Regions from separate parts of the Mus musculus genome. Here region 1 is linked to region 2. Evidence: chromatin contacts called from public Hi-C data. All regions are on one chromosome and are shown on one strand. Each heading gives the region's core, a stretch centred on a gene start, on an enhancer-like site or on the middle of the called end of the contact. The rest is flanking DNA. Distances are from core to core; before and after follow the strand shown. Region 1 has its middle 76 kb from the start of Gm29960. Region 2 overlaps Gap43 (growth associated protein 43).

What was found. Hi-C and Micro-C count contacts between places; a contact is called where the count stands out from the background.
Region 1: a Hi-C map of the N1E-115 cell line shows a contact between it and region 2, with 9 times the contacts expected there. The contact joins two enhancer-like sites. A contact is called at or near these places in 11 of 484 Hi-C or Micro-C datasets (the C2C12 cell line, the N1E-115 cell line, adipose-derived mesenchymal stem cells and 3 more), 8 of 115 datasets of contacts at active chromatin or transcription factors (differentiating embryonic stem cells and embryonic stem cells) and 1 of 9 other capture datasets (embryonic stem cells).

Annotation. Positions count from the first base shown.
Region 1 is chr16:42,573,443-42,579,643 of GRCm38.p6, forward strand. No RefSeq gene overlaps it. Among named protein-coding and RNA genes, the nearest start is that of Gm29960, 76 kb to the right of the region's middle. Within about 2 kb of position 2,224, at least 57 of the 459 cell types and tissues checked have an H3K27ac peak or open chromatin away from gene starts, as enhancers often do. A contact at or near this core is called in the N1E-115 cell line and stem cell-derived motor neurons, where this site is marked.
Region 2 is chr16:42,273,497-42,279,734 of GRCm38.p6, forward strand. The region is part of intron 2 of Gap43 (growth associated protein 43); the gene reads right to left. Among named protein-coding and RNA genes, the nearest start is that of Mir6540, 27 kb to the right of the region's middle. Within about 2 kb of position 2,250, at least 50 of the 459 cell types and tissues checked have an H3K27ac peak or open chromatin away from gene starts, as enhancers often do. A contact at or near this core is called in the N1E-115 cell line and stem cell-derived motor neurons, where this site is marked.

The sequences.
Region 1 (6,201 bases), core at 974-3,473, 300 kb after region 2:
TTCGTGTGGATGAATCTTAATTATGTTGTGACCACAGTGGATTAGGATGAGCCATCATCTTCCCATGTGGATGAGTTCTCTGCTGTCAGTCACTGACTGTCCTTACTCACCAGAGTGTCTTCGTCTGGTGAGCACTCTTCAAACAGTTATGAAGAGGCAATACTGTGGTCTTCTCTTCATGCTTTCCTCAAGGTGTAATTAATCCCACCAGTGCAGAATCAGACCCACCACCACCACCACCACCATGATTTAAAGCCAAATCTGAAGCAAGATGTAGTTAAATACTAACCAGATGGATGGACTCTCTGTTAAGGTACATCTCTAGATCTCCAGAAAATGGCCACAAATTACCTTTGTTTGACCCAACTATACTGGATGTGCTTAATCACATGTGGGCATAATAATTAAAACTTTAATCGTAACTTTGGCTCTCGTGGTATCTTGTCTATCTAGTCTTCCAGGTCCTGAGGATCCCAAGGAAGTCTAAGAACAGAGCAGCTTTAAGAATTAGCTTGTGCCCCTTCTTAGAATTGGGAACAAAACACGCATGGAAGGAGTTACAGAGACAAAGTTTGGAGCTGAGACAAAAGGATGGACCATCTAGAGACTGCCATATCCAGGGATTCATCCCATAATCAGCCTCCAAACGATGACACCATTGCATACACTAGCAAGATTTTGCTGATGGGACCCTGATATAGCTGTCTCTAGTGAGACTACGCCGGGGCCTAGCAAACACGTAAGTGGATGCTCACAGTCAGCTATTGGATGGATCACGGGGCCCCCAATGGAGGAGCTAGAGAAAATACCCAAGGAGCTAAAGGGATCTGCAAACCTATAGGTGGAACAACATTATGAACTAACCAGTACCCCAGAGCTCTTGACTCTAGCTGCATATGTATCAAAAGATGGCCTAGTCGGCCATCAGTGGAAAGAGAGGCCCGTTGGACTTGCAAACTTTATATGCCCCAGTACAGGGGAATGCCAGGGCCAAAAAGTGGGAGTGGGTGGGTAGGGGAGTGGAGGACTTTTGGGATAGCATTGGAAATGTAAATGAGGAAAATACCTAATTTAAAAAAAGAGAGAGAAGAATTAGCTTGTGGCCTAGTGTGGTGGCACAGGACTTTAATCCCTGCACTCGGGAGGCAGAGGCAGGTAGATTTCTGAGTTCAAGGCCAGCCTGGTCTACAAAGTGAGTTCCACAGTGAGCTATACAGAGAAACCCTGTCTCGAAAACCAAAAAAAAAAAAAAAAAAAAAGAATTAGCTTGTCTTGATGCTAGAGATATACCTCAGGGATTAAGAGCACTTACTCTTCTTACAAAAGAGCCAGGTTCAGATCCTAGCAACTGTATGTGGGTCACAACCTTTTGTAACTCCCGTTGCAGATCAGATGCCCTCCCCTGGCATCATTGGGTAGTCTTTGGGGTACCTACAACTTGAGCATAACACTAGGACATGGCAAAGTTAGGGATTTTAAAACCTTTATAATCGCTTAGTCCTAACAGACTTCTATCTCTTAAGACTCCTGGCATCCTTTCCTGTTATTAAAAGTGTAAAGATAAATCAAGATAATAGTTTTAAAAATTCATTCATTTGATTTCATGTGTGTGAGTGCTTGCCTACATGTATGTGTGTATGGGCACTATGTACACCTGAACATGGGGACAGAACTACCTGATAAGCAGAATGGCTAAATTATGTATTCTCTGAAGGATGTCTAAAGTTATCTATATGCACCTTGACCCTGCTATTGCAGCCTGACTAGCTGTTGCTAAGGAGTGTGGGTTGCCATAGGTTGGTTGCTCAGGAGAACTCTGATTTTCTTCCTGGAATTGGAGTTTAGCCTCTGGTCTCACACAAAATGGAGTTTCTTCAAAAAACGGAGTTGACTGGGCTTTACACTATAAGAATTCTCAGGTTTCTTCTTAGGTTTTAAGCCTAATGCACTGAAACCTTCAAAGAGTCCTTCAGCTCGCAGACTTGGGGAGCCAGAGAAATCTGGAGAAACAGGTTCCTAAGTCCCACACATTGTCTCAACTCTTGCAAATAAGGACCTTCAAGACCCGTTGGTCCTTCACTAAGTGCAATGGGATGGAGCAGCTGGTGGCTCACCACATGTCTTATTAAACTAGGAGTTAATCTGATCAGAGCCTCAGCCTAGCTGTGGCTGGCTATATTTCCTTGGGGTTTTTTCTGTCCCTGAGGGGGAGGGGAGTGAAGATGCAGATGAGGAATTGAAGTGCTCTCACTGAGGCATGCCCAGATTTGCAATTCAATGGCATGGGGGAGGGGGGGCGACTCAGCTGAAGCTAAATGCCGCAGGGTCATTGGGGTTCTTTTTAGCAGCGGGGACTGTTTAAAGGGATGAGGGGTCAGGGATCTAGGGCACGGCAAGAAGCATCAAATGTATTCTCTGTCACTATGGAGAGAGGGGGGCCTTCTGGGAAAAGCAGACGATTGCATCACCGATTTGATTAGCAGAATGGCGAAGGAAGGGTGGGGTAATCCTATGCACTGTGACGATTTTTTTTTCTTCAAACACCTCCACCTTTCACTGTTGTTGCTATTGTTGCTTTTATTAAACAGGATATCAAATCCAAGTCAGCAAAAAACTGAGTAATCAGAAAAAATGTCATCAGCCTTGCTATTTTGATTTTTGTGATGTTTCTAGGAATGTGCTTTATCTGAAGCATCCTTTATTCCTCGGATGGTGGAAGGGACTTAGCAGTGGGTCCTGAAGGTGAATATTGTAACACAGATGAGCTTTAAACTATGGCAGAGGCCAGGCGCCTTAGGAGAACATACCAACATTAGAAATGAGAAAACCAGAAAGGAGGTGAGAAAGAAGTAGCAGAGAATTATCAAGAAGCCTACTATTAAGGAAAGAAACAATTTAGGGAAAATTTACATTCGATTTATTGTTTGATAAAGAATTGAAGGGTGCCACTTGATTATTTGATTAAGCTGAAGACATAGAGACTTTTCCTTTTACACTAGATCAAATGGTATATCTGATCAGAGTGAGAACAGCTTGTGTTAAAAGCTTTCTCTTCATCTTGTCAGGTACACTAGAAGTATACCTGCCAGTGGAAGCACATAGCATAAACTATGGTAATGCCATTTGACTGAGGCAGCATACAATACCTGACTAGCCACAACATCTATGTAAGTGCTGCAAAGAAGATGTAATGAACTTAAGTATGCCTAATATTTGAGTAGCCTTTCATATTCTTCAAAATTCCTCCACAGACTTTAGAAGACTTGCCATAGCAAATGTGTATGTGTGTGTGTATAAATGTATATATGTATGTAAATATATATGTGTGTATATATATGCATATATATCATATATATATGATAGTACTATTATATCTGTCTTTTCCCACTTTATCTGTCACATTAATGAGTAGGAAAAGTTAAATAAATAAACTTAGGACTCATATTTATTAATTAGTTCTACAGTATTGGTTTCCCTTGTAAGAGCAATCTGAAAGTTCTACTGAAGATTTGTGCTTTAGGTTTCCAAATCAGATTCTATGCATAATGGAGAGTTTGTCCACCATGACAACTCAACCTGAGAATTAAAGACTCTCAGGACATCTGCCTCCTGTCACCATGGATCTGTTCAGACAGATCACTGCAATTAAATACACTCATGCAAGCTAAAGAGGACCATTACTGTTCCAGTCTGAGAGTCACAATGCAGCTACAGGGTAATCTACAGCATGTTGAATTGGTCAAAACAGAACACATTCTACAATCAACTGACAGATTCTGATGAGAGGACAGTGAGCAACAAAGAGGGGAAGCAAAGCTGTCCTCGAGATATTTCAATTTCATGTACTCCCAAATTGAACAGATTTCCAGAAAAACCAATTTAAAGGATCATCTGCCTGTGAACCATTCAGAATGACTCCTGTTACTTTTAGTGAGATTGTGAAAATCTTCTGTAAGGCAACATACTTTAGCTCCTTAGTGTACAAACATACACAAAAAAGTACTTAATAAAACCCTAACTAGATGCTAAGTATTTTGAATCCTGCCTTTATCTACAGAGAACACTTATGAGAGCAGTTTACCTTTAATAGTAGAGATCATAGTATTTTAATGTTTGAAGATTATATATAATTCTGTAATTAGAAAATAACAAAAAAAAAAAAGAAAAGAAAAGAACATCAATCAACTAAAGAAAGAGTACAGCTATTGTGATGGTTTGTATATGCTCAACCCAGGGAGTGGCACTATTAGGAGATGTGGCCCTGTTGAAGTAGGTGTGTCACTATAGGTATGGGCTATAAGACCCTCAGCCTCGATGCCTGGAAGCCAGTATTTTGCTAGCAGCTTTCAGATGAAGATGTAGAACTCTCAGCTCCTCCTGCGCCATTCCTGCCTGGATGCTGCCATGTTCTCTCCTTGATGATAATGGACTCAACCTCTGAACCTATAAGCCAGCCCCAATTAAATGTTGTCCTTATAAGAGTTGCCTTGGTCATGGTGTCTGTCACAGCAGTAAAACCCTAATGAAGACAGCTATCTACACTCTAGGATAATGCTATAATTTTATGACTAGATGCTCAAAAGTACAGAAGTGATTTGGCTCATTAAATTTACAGGACCAACTCTGGCAACACTATTGTCTGGTGATCAGAACCACTAGAGCTGCTCGTCAGTGTCCATGTGAGAGGCTCAGAATGACTCCAAAGTCACTTCTTGCTCTAACCCCAGTTTTAAGAGTTTGAAGGTTATAGTGGCTTGAATAAGTTTGCTCCCCCCAGATTCATGGCCCACATGAAGTTGTGTCCACATTAGAATAGGTGTGGCCTTGTTGGAAGAAGTGTGTCACTGTGGGAGTGGCCTTTGAGGTCTTAGGCTCAGGCTCCTCCCAGTGCAGAAGAAATCTTCCTCCTAGCTGCCTATGAGACAGTCTCTCCTGGCTGCAGTTGAATCAAGAGGCAAACCTCTCAACTCCTTCTCCAGCACCACATCTGCTTGGATGCTGCCATGCTTCCTGCCATGATGATAATGAACTGAACCTCTGAAACTGTACTCTAGCTCCAACTAAAGGTTGTCCTTTATAAGAGTTGCCTTGGTCATGGTGTCTCTTTGTGGCAATGGAAACCCTAACTAAAACAAAGTTATTTTGGAAATATTGTCTTTTATAAGGTGGTTGTGTCATTTATTGTCCAAATTAAGACATCTTTGTGGGCAAAACTGGAATGCTACTGATAATTATTCTGAGACGTATGTATAAATCAGAACCTCAAGTGGAGTGTGACCTTGTGTTGGTTTAAGTGGGAATGGTCCCCATACACTCATAAACTTGAGTGTTTGGTTCCCAGTTAGTGAAACTGTTTGTGAAGGATTAGAAAGTGTGTTCTTGTTGGAGTAGGTGTGTCCTTAGAATCAGACATTGAGGTTTCAAAAACCTGCTCCATTCACAATCTGATTTTCTCTTCTTTATGCCTATAGATCAGATGTAAGCTCTGAGCTACTTCCCCAGCACCATGACTGCCTGCTTGCTGCTATGTTTCCCCCTGATCATCATAAACTCACCCTCTAAAACTGTAAGCAAGTCTCCAATTAAATCCTTTCCTTTATAAGTTGTCTTGGTCATGGTGTCTCATCACAGCAATAGGAAAATAATTATGACAACATTGTGCTTAAAAGATAATGGATTTCAGACTCATTGGAATCCCAAATTGTTATTTTCCAGGTACTCATATTTCTGAGAATAAAAAAATAGATGACACAAAGGGAAATGAACTGTTATATATATATGTTATATATAAGCCTTTGAGTGGGGTTAGCCTTCCAACAGTTTATGAAATGACTCAAAGCGTAAGTTTTAACCAAGTCAGCCCTTCTGTTAAATGGCTAACTGAGGCCAGGATTAAAGCATTAAAAGGACTTCAGAATATCATGAAATGAACCAAGATATGGAGAAATAAAAACAGTGGGAGAGAAAAATTCTGGGTAGAAAAGAGAATAATTGAGAACTTATGTATAAGGGTATACGGTCTAGTCACATGACCCCTTTAGAATTAGTATTTAAATGAACAGCTCCATAAAAACCAGAGTGTACACAACAGAACAGATAAATAGCATCTATATAACATTATCAAAGCAAACATCACCCTTCTCTATGGCTAGATAAATACTAAAATATAAAGACCCTTATCAGATATCAGTTTCATTTTCC
Region 2 (6,238 bases), core at 1,000-3,499:
TTTCCCACTATGGAAGAAATCTGTGATTTTGGACAAGATTCTTTAAAAAAAAATTATTCATTTTATGTATATGAGTATGCCATCACTGCCTTCAGATATACCAGAAGAGGGCACCAGGTCCCATTACCATGGGGCTACTATGTGGTTGCCGGGAATTGAACTCAGGACCTCTGAAAGAGCAGTCAGTGCTCTTAACCACTGAGCCATCTCTCCAGCCCTTGGACAAAATTCTTTAAATTGAAGCTGGGAAGATGGATATGGTCATTAGGAATTAAAAGAAAGAGGGAGGGAGAGATGGAGGGACGGAGGGAGGGAGGGAGGGGGAGAGGGGGAGAGGGAGGGGGAGGGATGGGGGAGGGGGAGGGACAGAGGGAGGGGGAGGGACAGAGGGAGGGGGAGGGGGAGGGACAGAGGGAGGGGGAGGGGGAGGGACAGAGGGAGGGGGAGGGACAGGGGGAAGGACAGGGACAGGGACAGGGACAGGGACAGGGACAGGGACAGGGAGAAATAAGGAAATTGGTGTCTGAGTATAGGCAACCCTTTTGAGAAAGAAATACTCAAGAGCCAGAGAGCACAAGTCTGAATCTGGAACCTGTCACTTCCTAAATGTGGCGCCTTCATCACCTCATGTAACCTTTCTACACCTCAGCCTCCTCAGCTACAAACACCCCCTGGTAGGGTTGTTTGGTGTGTGAGGCACATAGATGGCTAAGCAGTAAATGCACCTATCACTTTATCCTGGAAAAGATGACTCGGTTATCAAATTCTATTCCAAGTCCTAGAGTCCAAATTCACAAATAGTATTATTTGAGCAATTTTGTGAGGATCCAGCCAAGGCTGGTCTGGTCTCGTAGCACATTGTGACAGCCGCAGATTGAGTCCCTGCAAAGGCGGGCCACGTTCCATTCTTCTGCTTAATGTAATACTCAGGTGTTTCAAAGCAGTCTCATGATTCTGAATAGTTAATGACTCCCTCAAACTTCTTTATTTTTGGAGGACCCCAAAAGATTTCTTTTGTGATTACGCTGAATTTCGGTGGTGGTGTGTGAAAAGGACTATTGAAAATGTTAAGGCAGACATTTCTGTGCTACAAAGCCAGATGATCTTACATTCTGTCAAACGGAAGTCTTTATCAACTAATACTTCAGCATTACACTAAAAACTGATATCTGTATAATGCTCCTGACACATTTTATGACTGCAATTACTCTATTTCTAATGTTGCATATGTTTTATTATATCTAAACCTCCCCCAATTGGAAATCCAATAATAACATAGATAGCAATTATTAATCAAACATTAGGGTAACCATTTCCTTAATCACATTAGACTATAGAGCTCAGTTGGTCCCTTTTATTCTAATCTGACTTTATTTTATAGGAAAATAAAAGTATTAATGTGAGGGTTATAGAGAGGAGAGAGACTGAGACTCTGATCCATCCACACACATGAAGTTTTGTTGCTCCCTTCTGTATCTATAAAAGTAAATAATAGCCTAAGCACAGAGTGACTGTGGCTTCAGGAAGTTACTACATATACAGAATTTAGCAATTACTCTAGAACAAAAGCATAAATAATCTATAGTTTTCATCAGTGTTATATTTGCTTGCTCCTTTTAAAAACTGGTTTTCTGGTGTTTTTGTTTGCTTTGTTTTTATTTGTTTGTTTGTTTTGTTTTGAAACTGGATTTCTGGGTAGTCCTGGCTGTCTTGGGACTCTCCCTGTAGACCAGGCTGGCTTTGAACTCAGAGTTCCACTCACCTCTATTTCTGGAGTGCTAAGATTAACGGTATTCTCTACTAAGTCCTTTGCTCTTCCAATGACTTTTCGTAAGGACCTAATAGATGATTGTCAGACCAAGGACTGACAAATTCGAAGTGATCAGATACGAATTAGGTTGTTTTCACATTTTAATTAAGACTTGGGATAGATAGCATTGGGAACAGAGTCACAATTGTTATTGTGAAGAATCCTCAATAAATTATGGGACTTCAATAGACAAATGGAGCAAGTACTATATTCTTGTAGATTTACTACAGGAGGATGACGGTTGGTATGTAGCTGAAAGGGCAGTCTACACCCTCCGCCCTCAGCTGCCTGCCACATCAGTACAGCCCCAGGAGGCTTCAGAAGATGTGCTCAGGTCTCTTGAGTGGCTGCATCTCCCCCCACCCCCCAGAAGCGACAGGGGACAAATGGCTGCTGGCTCGCTACACAGTTCCACTTCACTCTGCTCCCACCCTCTTGCCAGCCCACCAGGCACGTGCCAACAATGAGCTGCCTGCTTCACTGGGATCCTCGGCTCCATTAATAAGCCCTGGAAGGCTGATAATTGGAGATTTGCGGAGCCTGCCGTCTTTCAATGAGGCGGGTTGTTATGGAAACCGCAGGCAGAGCATCATGTACATATTATTGATCCTTTAAAATAATAATAAAAAAGGACCATTAGAATGTAATGTCCCTTTTTCTTACCTCACTTGGCTCCCATCGTTTTCTTTGAGAAGTTTGTCATCAATTTGCACACGTGACAATTCACAGCTCATCTCTCTCTTTATCTCTTAGCACCCGCCCCACCCCTTTCTTAATTACAGAGAATCTTTCACCTCTAGCAGGAGAAAAAAAGTCAGCTGAGCAGAAAACCAAAGGAACACCAAAGAGAACACTCTCAATCTAATTTAACACCAAGGCATTAACTCGATAATTTGAGACAAGAGAAATCAGTCATGAGTATCAATGCACATTTCCTCGCCATTAAAAATAATAATAATAAATCGAACAGAGCTTAGAAATGACTTCGGAGCCCCACCCTAGTTTATTCTGGTGGCAAGATGTTCACCACCCACGATGAAGCACACACGGTGCTCTGGAAAGGAGCCCCCAGCGCTCAAGCCAAGGAAAAAGCCGGACTATTTTTCTGAACTACTTTTAAAATTTAGCTTTACACTCTTGCAGAAAAAAATCCAATTACTCCTTTTACTTAAGGAATACAGACATAATGCCGAAGTGTACCTGACTGGGAGGCCTGTGATCAGCATTAAATGAATGTGCCTGAAGGCTGCTTTGGACTTCAGTGTCACCCAAATTCCTTGCGTTGAAAAGGCCTGGGCGCCATTGTTTCTTGGTGAACTTCCCATTTTTCCCCAGCAGAGGGCAACAGAGTAATACTGTTCCCGACCTTGAGGTCTGCGGACCAGCCACGAATCCAAAGCAAAGCACACAATTGGTTCAGGAACGATTTGCTGTGGCAAGGTCCTACTTTGAAGCCTTTCTGAAGTTAATTGTATTTTTAAGTCCTTTTAAAGGTAACCAAAATCTAAGTCTAGAAATATTGTTTACCAAAGTCATGAAGTCATGGGAGTGGATGAACTAAAATTAATGTTACATTGTGAAATGGATTTCGAGAGCAGGTAATGCTTTGCAGTGGCCTTATCTCTATAGGATAAGGTCTTATCTTATATCTAAGACCTTTGAATCCATAAAATACTATGACATCAGTTGTCATACTATTTTAATGTAGCAAAAGCATCTGCCATTGTTTAGTTTAAAGCCCCAATCACTTCAGGTCTGAACATTTTAAGGTCTAACACAGTCACCTTCCCCTCCCTGGTGCTATAGCAATGTTGCCTAATTAAGTTCACTTCCTTCATTCAGATACCTGCCACCCTGGTGACATCTGAACTTACTCTCTGCAATTAGACTGTGTTTCCAGTCAAACACATACTTTCACATAGCTCTGGGGCCAGGAGTTCGTTTTGTTTGCTTGTTGTTTGCTTGCTTGCTCCTTTTTAAAGGCCTTACATTGCTTCCAGATTGTACACTGAACAACAGCATTTTTCTTTTTACTTTTATATACCAGTATTCTTTACAACGCCTAGAGCTCTTGCGTAAGTCACACCTGCTAGCAAAGGAAAGTTATCTGTATGACAATGAAACGAGCTCCTTGGGTTACCTTGTCTCCTCCACGATGAGCCTAACTCATTATGTGACTGTTCAAGGTGATCCTACAAGACACGTCACTTTTCATTAGAATACACACACGCACAGCCCGTCCTGGGGATTGTTCGAGTACAGTGGGCTGAACAGTTTTGAAAACTGGTCCCAGCTGAATAGCTGATGAAAGACCAAACTCTCATCCATATTGACACACAGTAAAACATGTTACAGACCATTCCAGGAGATGAAAGGACTCTGTGAGACCCGCTATGCCTCGGTCAAAGTGACATCTAAGTTTCCTAAGAAGATTGAAATCTAAGTTGAAATCATTATACTTGTACTTACCTAGAAAGAGCATATTACCCATTTCTCTCAAGAGTTTCCAACTCTGTCTATCAAATCCCTAGATTGCAGTTTCTGAGGGACCAATTACAGGCAGCCTAAATTAATCCTACCCTCACTACCTGGTGGCCTTGGCTAACTTCCAGGCTCAATCATCACTGATAATGTAAGTACTTGGTAATGTTGCTGAGCTCCAAAGTAGGCCAAGTAGAATAGCCTCCGACTCTCAGGAGACTCGGTATATCATTATGTGTCTCTCTCTAGCTGACCACAATAAATTAAGTCATATTTGTACATTAATTTCCTCTTTAAAGTCAGGGGGTTGGTACCAAGGTACAAAATAATGTTTTCCAATAATTTCAGATTTTAAAAAAAAATTTTAAAAATTGGTCAGTTTCTATTAAACACTTGCTATATGTTCAAGGAAATACATTGTAGGAACTTTATATGCAAACCATTTAATGCCAATTGGGTTCGTCTCTGAGATCATTTCATAATGATGAAACCCATACTGAGCTATTGACAGAGCTCCTTAGGGACCATGTCTGTGCTTCAAATTCAATTCCAAGACCTGTACTCTCCCTCCTGTGTCACAGTCGAAGAGGACACTTACCTAACTCAACAGCTGCTGCAGTGCTCTGTCTACTGATGCAACAGCTAGTTATTCATAGCATACTTTCTTCTGTAAGATGAGTCCTTTGCATCATTTAAAATGCATCACTTTGTAAATATCTTGTGGTAGTCTGGGATTGGATGTATCATTAAAGGTACCCAGCAAGAAGTTTTAGAATAGCTTAGAGTTGAATCCAGGCCTGCCAAGTCCTACCTAAGGTAGGATATTTAATGAGGTATCCTAGGTAAATTTGTTTCTAAAACTTTACTTGGAATCTCCAATGTGTTAAGTTTGGAAATAGCTTAAGTTTAAAGTCAGGGGATATTAAAGCTCACCTCTTCTTTTCTCTTACTGCCTGGAATCAAGTAGTTGTTCACTTTTAGTTGAAGTAGGGTTGCCTGAAATCTGATGCTAAAGAATTAAGACAGTGGATGGGTGGGTGGGGGAGCACCATCATAGAAGTAGGGGGAACGGGGTGGGATAGTGGGGTTTTGGAGGGGAAACTAGGAAGGGGGACAACATTTGAAATGTAAATAAATAGAATAACCAATAAAAAAATTTTAAAAAGAATTTAAGAGAGAGAGAGAGAGAGGATATTCAGAAATAGGTCATGGAAAAGAAACAGATGATTTTAACACTTAAAGGAGGAATCGGCTATAAGTGTTATAGATACTTTAGCTAAAAAAATATTTTTTTTAAAAAAAAGTGGTTGAGGCTTTCACATGAAAGTGAAATGATCCATTTCTCTGCAAGCTCTTTATGAAAACGAACCTCTCCTTGGAGGAGAATAATGTTATTAGCTAATTGGTAGATGTCTATTGAGGGCCTCCTAGGTATAGATCAACAGCAAGATGATGAATATTGTGGGAAAGGATGTTGTGACTGTCTAGTGATAGAGAAAAATTTAAGATAGCAAAGAGAGGTAAATACACTCACATTAGGCAAAAAGGCCCTCTAGACTAGTAGTTTTCAACCTGTGGGTCGTGACCTCTTTAGGGAGTCACGTATCAGATGCCTGTCTGTTGCTACTCAGATCAAAGGTCAGGGGGTCAGGGAAGTTCTCTCACTGCAAGTGACATTCAAAAAAAAACGGAGACTTGAACGGTCAGAGGCAACCTAGCCCAGAGACAGCAGGTGCAAAAGCCACCAACAGACATAAGCTAGACTCATTAGAGATATTTAGAAAGTGTGTGACTACAGAAGAGGGAAGAGGGGTAGTGAGTATCAAAGGAAACAGATCAGAGAGACAAGCACAAGTCAGACCATGGAAGGTCATGTAGGCAAAAGGAATTGTTTCAAATTCATTCCAAGATAAGTGTTTGAAGAATTTCTGAAGGGTACAGATTTGG